Linked DNA regions of Bos taurus: region 1 is linked to region 2. A link is a contact called in public Hi-C data. All regions are on one chromosome and are shown on one strand. The core of a region is the stretch at or near the end of the contact, and the rest is flanking DNA. Distances in the headings are between cores, read along the strand shown.

Region 1 (3,914 bases), core at 116-2,615, 51 kb before region 2:
TCAAGAGGAGAGTGAGGTGGGAAGTTAGCCTAGGACAAAGCATGAGGGAGCTTTAAGATAGTAAGTGACTCAATTAGGGTCAGTTAGGAGTCAACCAGAAGCTAGCTAATCATGGCAGGACCAGACACAGGTGCTGTATTAGATTGTTTACTTCTTGTTTAGTTAAATCTGTTTGATTTCCATTGCCTTCAGTCTCTCTAGTTCCCTTTCCCCATTTAAACTTTCAAGGAAAGATCTGAAACTCATTCAGGGTGAAATGTCAATAACCCAATGTAGGCTATAAAAGGGTCTTTTGCCCCAGGGCAGTTAAACTACTTTGAAAAAGTCCTTAAGCTTATTGAGAGGCTGTAGGCTCAAGCTAGAGACTTGGCTGGAAGATGGCAAACTGGGGTCTAGTCCTAGTTGTCACTGACTTGGTGTGTGGCCTCCGGCAAGTCACTGCTCCTCTATAGGTTTCAGTTTTCCAATCTGTGATATGGGAATAAATATCCCTGGACTCACTAAGTTCAAAAGAAGACTGGATGTGAAAACACTAGTTAAGTCGCTAAATATAAAAAACCGGTCATGAATACTGTTAAAAGGAATGAAGCTTTAACTGCAGAACTTGGAGAAGCAGACCACAGAGTAGTGTAGGGAGAAAATATAATTTAAGGACAGAACCCCTAATAAATATGTGAGGGAAGATCCTGCTGACTCTCTGAAAAGGAGGCCCTACCCTGGGGTCTTCCTGCATGGAAGGAAAGGGGCAGTTCAAGCCCCAGAAAGTTTCCTACATCGCCAGAATTAGGGACTATGATTTACTCTAATCCTACTCCCAGGTTTTGAAGACTTAGTCGACCAGAGGAAAACCAACCCCACGTTTGACGGCGTTTCAGATCTCCCAGGATATGTCACGGATTTGAGACAGTAGTACTGCGGGGAGGGATCTGTCTGGGTATGTTTCTCAGAATTCCCTTCACTCCCCTCGCCCATTTATCCCACAAAGGTTTGTGTCTTGTTCACTGTGAAAAGGAGTTAGAGGCAAGGGGTGGGGGGGTAGGTCTCAGGTTCCCAAGAAAGCAAGCTGTTAAGTCTTTCAGTGTGCCCCTCCCCTCTCCACAGAGTTCTTGTACCCTAGAGCAGGCTTCCTGTTTTCCCTCCCAACTCACCCGCAGTTGCTTCCCCTCCAGCCTCGAAGTCCACTACCTCAAGGTTACTCAGCGCAACTCCATGGTAACTGTTTACGTCACCACGTCCCCTCTAAGAGCCGTAGGCGCTGCCGCGATGCCTACCGGGAACTGTAGTTCCTCAAGGGAAGGGCTCCAAAGCCGCGGGTGGTGCTGGGATTTGCAGTCGTCTTGGCACTCAAGCCGCGGGCCAGGGTCCGGAAGTTGTGGCACCCTTTTCCCCTTTCCAGTGGCCCTCACACTTCCTTTACCCCGGTCCTTCAGGCTGCTTTTGCGTGCGACGCCAGCCTACAGGGGCCAATCGCAGGGCGACGAGAGGGGGCGGGACCATAGTTTAAACTAATTGTGCGCTCACAGCGCTAGCGCGGGCCCGAGAAGAAGGCGATCCTGGAGAAGTGAGAGTCGGAGCGGGAGCGCGCGGCCAGGTAATCGGCGCGGGCCCGCTACTAGCGTGCGGCTGGGGCGCCTCCAGGGATGCCCGAGTCTAAAAGAGGTGCTGAAGAGGCGGGTGCGGGCGGAAGGCCTCCTTCATAAGCGAGGCTGACTGGGGAGAGTCTTTCGAGGGTAAGGTTTGTAAGGAAAGGGCCTTGTCCGAGAGGAAGGTGCGGGGCGTGCTTAGGGGGAGGGTGTGTTTGGGGGCGTGTCCGTGGAATTGTGTCGGGGGGCCGACGCGGGTGTGGGTAATGCAAGTTCCTGAAAGGAGTGTCGCCGAGGGTTTCTGTAGTGGGAAGTCTTCGCCTATTATTGTTAACAATAGTGGTAGTAGTAATAATAAACATTTTCTGAGGACCAACTACGTTTCAGACACTGTGCCACACCCTTTATATGGATCATCTTTTTAATATTCCTAACACTTTATTATAGTTTATTACAGATGGGCCGCCTGAGGTTTATGTTCAGCTTGGCCCCGGTTACATAGCTCGTGCATAGTTGGCTATACAGGGGTTTTTTGTGGGTTGGGTCTAAGTGAAGGGGAGGGATTGTGTTGGCTGTGAGGGTCGTCTTCGACGAGTCAGTTTCTTTTGAGTCTCACTTTTTTCATATGTAAACAATGAATTTACCTGCCTTATCTACTTTCCTGTGGTTATTAGGGTCAAATCAGGTGAGCTGTTTCTTGCAAGCATCTTGGAGAGTACACATTTTTGAGTATAAGTGTTGTGACTGCTGTGAATATATGGGAAGCTAGAGGGAATGTTCAAATCAGGTAAGGCAGCCTTCAGCCTGCAGGGTTGAATGTGTTCCCTCCCTTTCTGATCCTGTGTGGTATTTTCTCCTTCAGAGGAAGAAGCGCATACTTCTTTGTGAAAGCTGCCAAAGTACTCTTTTCTTGGCCCAAGTTCAAGCAAATGATGACTAATTATAAAGCCTGAATCCTAATCCATAGCCAAAAATTATACTCCCCAAAACTAGCAGATCTTAACCAAAAGCTCATATAAGGGACATTTCTATTTAGAATGTTCTTTTTTTAAATTTGTGGAATATGGGAGTGGAAAGAATGCCTTGAACTGAGACTCGAGTTCTAGAACTGTTAGGATGAGGGAAAGCCCTGCCACAGATGGCTAAACAGAGCTGATCAGGAAATGTTTTGGCAGCTTTGTCTAATTGATAAAACCATACGGTCAGTAGGTATGTTGGAGGCCATTTATTTCAGCACAGTGTACATTAAACAGACTCAAGATGAGCCTTTCCAAGAATGAGACCACCCCCAAATGTTAGAACAATTCTAATAAATAGCATAGTTTTGTGCTTTCAGTGGTTATTTCATTTTACTGATATATGTTTACTGTTTTTTTCATCATTCTTTCCTGCATTTTATTTCTTCTTTTTCATCAAATAGATGAATACATACTTCTGATTTTTTTTTTTTTTTTTTGGGGGGGACCATATTATGCAGCATGTCAGATCTTAGTTCTCCCACCAGGGATCAAACCCATGCCCCCTGCAGTGGAAGTATGGTGTCCTAATCCTGGACTGCCACAGAATTCCCCCTTCAGATGTTTTCTTAATGAGAGTCTGTTAGTGGTAAATACTCTGTTGGAAAATATCTTTACTTCCTTATCAATCTTGATTGATAGTTTAGCTGGGTACTAGGCTTCCAATTATTTTTCCCCCAGCACTTTGAAAGTATCATTTTACTGAAATTATGGCTTTTTGTTGTTAACTCTTGAGAACTGTGTTCACAATTTAACTATTATTTCGTTGTATGTAACCTGCCTTTTTCTCTGGTTCTTTTTAAGATCCTCTTTTTTGTCATTTGTGTTTTGCAGTTTCATTACATGTGTGGATTTAATTTTATTCTACTTGGGCTTATAGTAATGCCTCAATCTGAGGTTTCATACCTTTCAGTTTTCTAAAGATTCCCAGTCATTATCTCTTTATTAAAAAAAAATGTTTTTCCATCTGTCACCATACAAAGATGCTACATTATACCCACTCCCTCAGCAGCCACCTGTTTGTTCTCTGTATGTGTGAGTCTTTCTGTTTTATTATGTTTTTTTCATTTGATTTTTAGATTCCACGTGTAAGTGAAATTGTACAATATTTGTCTCTCTCTGTGTGACTTATTTCACTCACCTAGTACATGTTATCACATGTACTTACCATCCATGTTGTCACAAATTGCGAGGTTTCATCCTGTCTTACTCCTTGGAAGGAAAGTTATGACCAACCTAGACAGCATATTAAAAAGCAGAGACATTACTTTGCCAACAAAGGTCTGTCTGGTCAAGGCTATGGTTTTTCCTGTGG
Region 2 (3,665 bases), core at 656-3,155:
AAAAGCAGTAGATGTGTCCAGGGGTACGGATGTATATCCTTGGTTTAGCCACTGTAAGTTTATAACCCAGTGGGAAATTTGCATAAGGCAGGTCAAAATTTCAAGATGCCCATTTTCCAAGTTATTTTCTAAGGTGCTGCCTGAGCTTTAGATTAGAAGAGACAGGTGGGGAGAAGAGTAGCAGTGGGGAGAGAGTGAGTGTGTGTGTTGGATGGAAGTGCTACTGAAATCCCAGGTTAACCCTGATCACAGATACTGGGCAATGCTGACCAACTTTCTATGGGAAAACGTTATTGGTGAATGTGTTCTGGCTGATTCGTTTGTGATGCTCCTACTGTTGCTAACAGAAATCAGACAGCTGGTTATCAGGGAAAGACAGCGGAGGAGGGCTAGGTTGGCAGCGGATAGAATCTGTGGGAATTGAACAAATGCTTGTTCCTTGGCCACTTGGCTTTCTCTCTCAGAAAATTCATTAGAGTCAATGCGTCTGACAAGTTTCTCCATTTTTCTGTGTGTGAATTCAGTTCAGTTCAGTCGCTCAGTCGTGTCCGACTCTTTGTAACCCCATGAATTGCAGCACGCCAGGCCTCCCTGTCCATCACCAACTCCCGGAGTTCACTGAGATTCACGTCCATCGAGTCAGTGATGCCATCCAGCCATCTCATCCTCTGTCGTCCCCTTTTCCTCCTGCCCTCAATCCCTCCCAGCATCAGAGTCTTCCAATGAGTTAACTCTTCGCATGAGGTGGCCAAAGTACTGTAGTTTCAGCTTTAGCATCATTCCTTCCAAAGAAATCCCAGGGCTGATCTCCTTCAGAATGGACTGTGTGTGAATAGCCTGAACGAAATAGGCTATCCCATCTCTTTGATATCTGCAAATCAAAGTTCAGTGGAGGCATTTTCCCAGAAAACTTAAAGCCCTGATATTTGCCTTACTGATGTTGATCTCTGCTCATCCCAGTTAAAAGCATTCCTCATCGGTCAGTCAGCCCATATGTACTCAGCACCTGCTGTATTCCTACCTTTCAGCTCACACAGAGTGGTCACTTATAAATGATGTGCATGGGTCTGTGAGTGTTGTAGGAATGCCTGAGAAGGAGGGGGAGACATGACTAGCAGTGGTTCTGTTTGGCTTCCTGCCAGAGATGAGACTTGAATGCAGTCTTCTTAAAGGATGGGCTGTGTTTCCCCAGGACCAGCGTTCTCCAAAGCATGTTCCTTGCAACTGTGCTATATCAGGGGCTCAGTGGTAAAAAAAATGGGTTTTGTGGTCAGATATGTTTAGGAAATAATGCGTATTATGCCTTCTTCTTTAGAAAATGTTCAGTTGGGTTTAACCCAGTATTTCTCAAACATTTAACCGAAGTACCATGTTTATTTTTTTTATCAAATGGAATACACTTAGGTAAATTACTACTCTGTGATGAGGCAAAGAAAGAGTCACAACATTCCACAATGTGGGTGGGTAGGGAGGATGGCTCTTTTGGGAGTCTGAGGAGATTAGCATCTCTGAAGGAATTTGTAGGTGTCCCTAATCACAGACCAGCTACCCAGAGTGCTGCTTGTGGGGCTTCCGTTGGAAGAAGCCTTTGTAATCACTCTGGAGCTGGACAGAGTAACTCCCAGTCTTGGCTGGGATGCTTCTGTGCTTTGCAGGGGGATTCTCAAGTCTGCCCTGCCCTCTGGAAAGTTGATTGAAACCTGGAGATGTGGGATCTGAATAACAGGAGGCCTTTTAATCAGTATCTTCATCTGTAGCCTCGATTGAAAAGTCAGCTTTCTAACTTCTAAATGAGGGTAGTCACTTCTGAAAATGAAACTGCATTTAGCCAAAAGGGCTGGGGCCAGGCCTGTATGAGAGCGCCCCCTGCTGCTCCCTGCCGTCCTTGCTCTTCACACTTCGCTCGCCTTTCCACTTAAACCAGCGTCGCGAAGGTCACAGATCAAGAGTGATCGTCCCTTGGCCTGGCCCCTCAGAGGCCACCTCAGCCTTCAGCCTCGTGAGTGTTGAACTTTGCCGGGCCACTTGAGAGCCTTGTTCCCATCTGCTCTGTCAGTTCTTGGATCTGATTTCCTGTTTCCATAGTCCTCTCACTCTAGCCGCACACATAGTGCGCCCGCACTTGTCCTCTTGTCACGTGTTCCTAGGCGTCCTGACCTTTTACACTGAGTCCTTCCGGACTATTGACCCCAACTTCCCCTCCATCTGTGCTCCTCCATCACTTCTCGGCCTGCTTCCCACAGAGCTTTTCCATATTCACAAATGGGGTGGCAGAGTGCCGTCTTTTCCAGGAGGGCCTCAGGCCTCAAGTCCCCACTTCTCAGCCACCACACAGTTCCTTCTGGGTAAATGGTGTCTTCTCCCCTGCTTCCAGCGCCTGGCCTGGCTCTCCATCAGATCCAACAGAGACCCAGCCTGAAGGGATGGGAAGGTGGTAGGTGATGCAGTAGCCAGGAGGGAAGGCTGGCCAAGTACTCTGGTTCTAACACTTGTTCTTTTTCTAGCCTTGGCACTGATGAGGGGCAGCAAATCCTGCAGCGGCCGGTGCCGGAGAGACTGGAGTTTGTGTGCAGTTTTCTGCAGAGTAAGCACCTTTCTTCCTGGCTGGGAAGGAGCTGCTTCCTGGGGCTCGGGCAGCCAGAAGAACCAGGTCTCAGGTGTCGGGAGGGGCAGAGGCTTGAGGCCGCCCACTGTGTGCCACCGAGATGAGTATGGCCAGGGTGGCTTCTCTGAGTCTGGCCTGCACCAGTTGGGGGAGAGTATCACTACAGTCCCAGAGTATGAGTCTGGGATCCAGGTAGAGCAGGGGGTTGATTCTGGGGACTCATTACCTTGGGTTCCCATTCCTTCCACTGCAAGGAGACAGAAAGATCCATGTTACCTTCTTCCCCTTGCTGGGAGAACAGTTTGCCATGGTAACCCTAAATTAATTGCGTAAGTGATAGGTATAGGGGCACAGGCAGGGCAAGAGTGAGAGCTTGCCCTTCTGTTCTACTGTTTGTGTGACCTTTCTAGACGTGGGTTCCCTGTCTATAAAATGAAGATGATTAATAATTGCTCTTAAGATTGACGTGCAGAGTAAATAAAGATACATGCAAAGCTTCTAGTGGGCTTCCCAGGTGGTGCTAGCAGTAAAGAAACTCCCTGCCAATGCAGTGAGACATAAGAGATGCAGGTTTGATCCCTGCATTGGGAAGATCCCCTGGAGGAATGCATAGCAACCACTCCAGTATTCTCGCCTGCAGAATCCCATGTACAGAAGAACCTGCGGGCTACAGTCCACAGGGTCAGAAAGAGTCAGGTGCACCTGAACAGCTGAGCACACGGGCAGTCAGAGCTTCCAGCGCAGTGCTTGTCAGCCCCTCCCCCATAAGGCTGTGGACACAGTTCTCACCTTTGATCCAGACGCTCTCTGCCATCCCCAACTCAAGAGGCTTATCAGAAAGGTGATGATGGATTAAGATAAAGCAGGGTATTAGTAATTGAGCCCAGCCCCCCTGGCAGCATAAGAAGCAGGTATCCCCCCCAACCCTGGTCTGACTCAGCTGCAGGCAGGCTTCCTCTGCACCCTCAGTTGGAAGGAGACTCTACAGTGACCTAGAATCTGGGCTCCTTCCTCTGTGGTGCTGAGGGGGAGTTCGTGTGTGGGTGGGTGAGTGCTATGT

The links. A called contact is a pair of places that touch in the nucleus more often than the background predicts.
Region 1: a Hi-C map of skeletal muscle shows a contact between it and region 2, with 3 times the contacts expected there. The contact joins the promoter of LRRC51 here to the enhancer-like site in region 2. A contact is called at or near these places in 4 of 11 Hi-C or Micro-C datasets (blood, skeletal muscle, skin fibroblasts and 1 more).

What each region holds. Positions count from the first base shown.
Region 1 is chr15:51,712,316-51,716,229 of ARS-UCD2.0, reverse strand. It overlaps LRRC51 (leucine rich repeat containing 51), which reads right to left and starts at 1,365. Exons shown (of 6, transcript NM_001024545.1): 1 at 1,272-1,365.
Region 2 is chr15:51,662,306-51,665,970 of ARS-UCD2.0, reverse strand. It overlaps NUMA1 (nuclear mitotic apparatus protein 1), which reads left to right. Exons shown (of 27, transcript NM_001434779.1): 4 at 2,505-2,584. Among named protein-coding and RNA genes, the nearest start is that of NUMA1, 15 kb to the left of the region's middle. Within about 2 kb of position 1,905, at least 16 of the 102 cell types and tissues checked have an H3K27ac peak or open chromatin away from gene starts, as enhancers often do. A contact at or near this core is called in skeletal muscle, where this site is marked.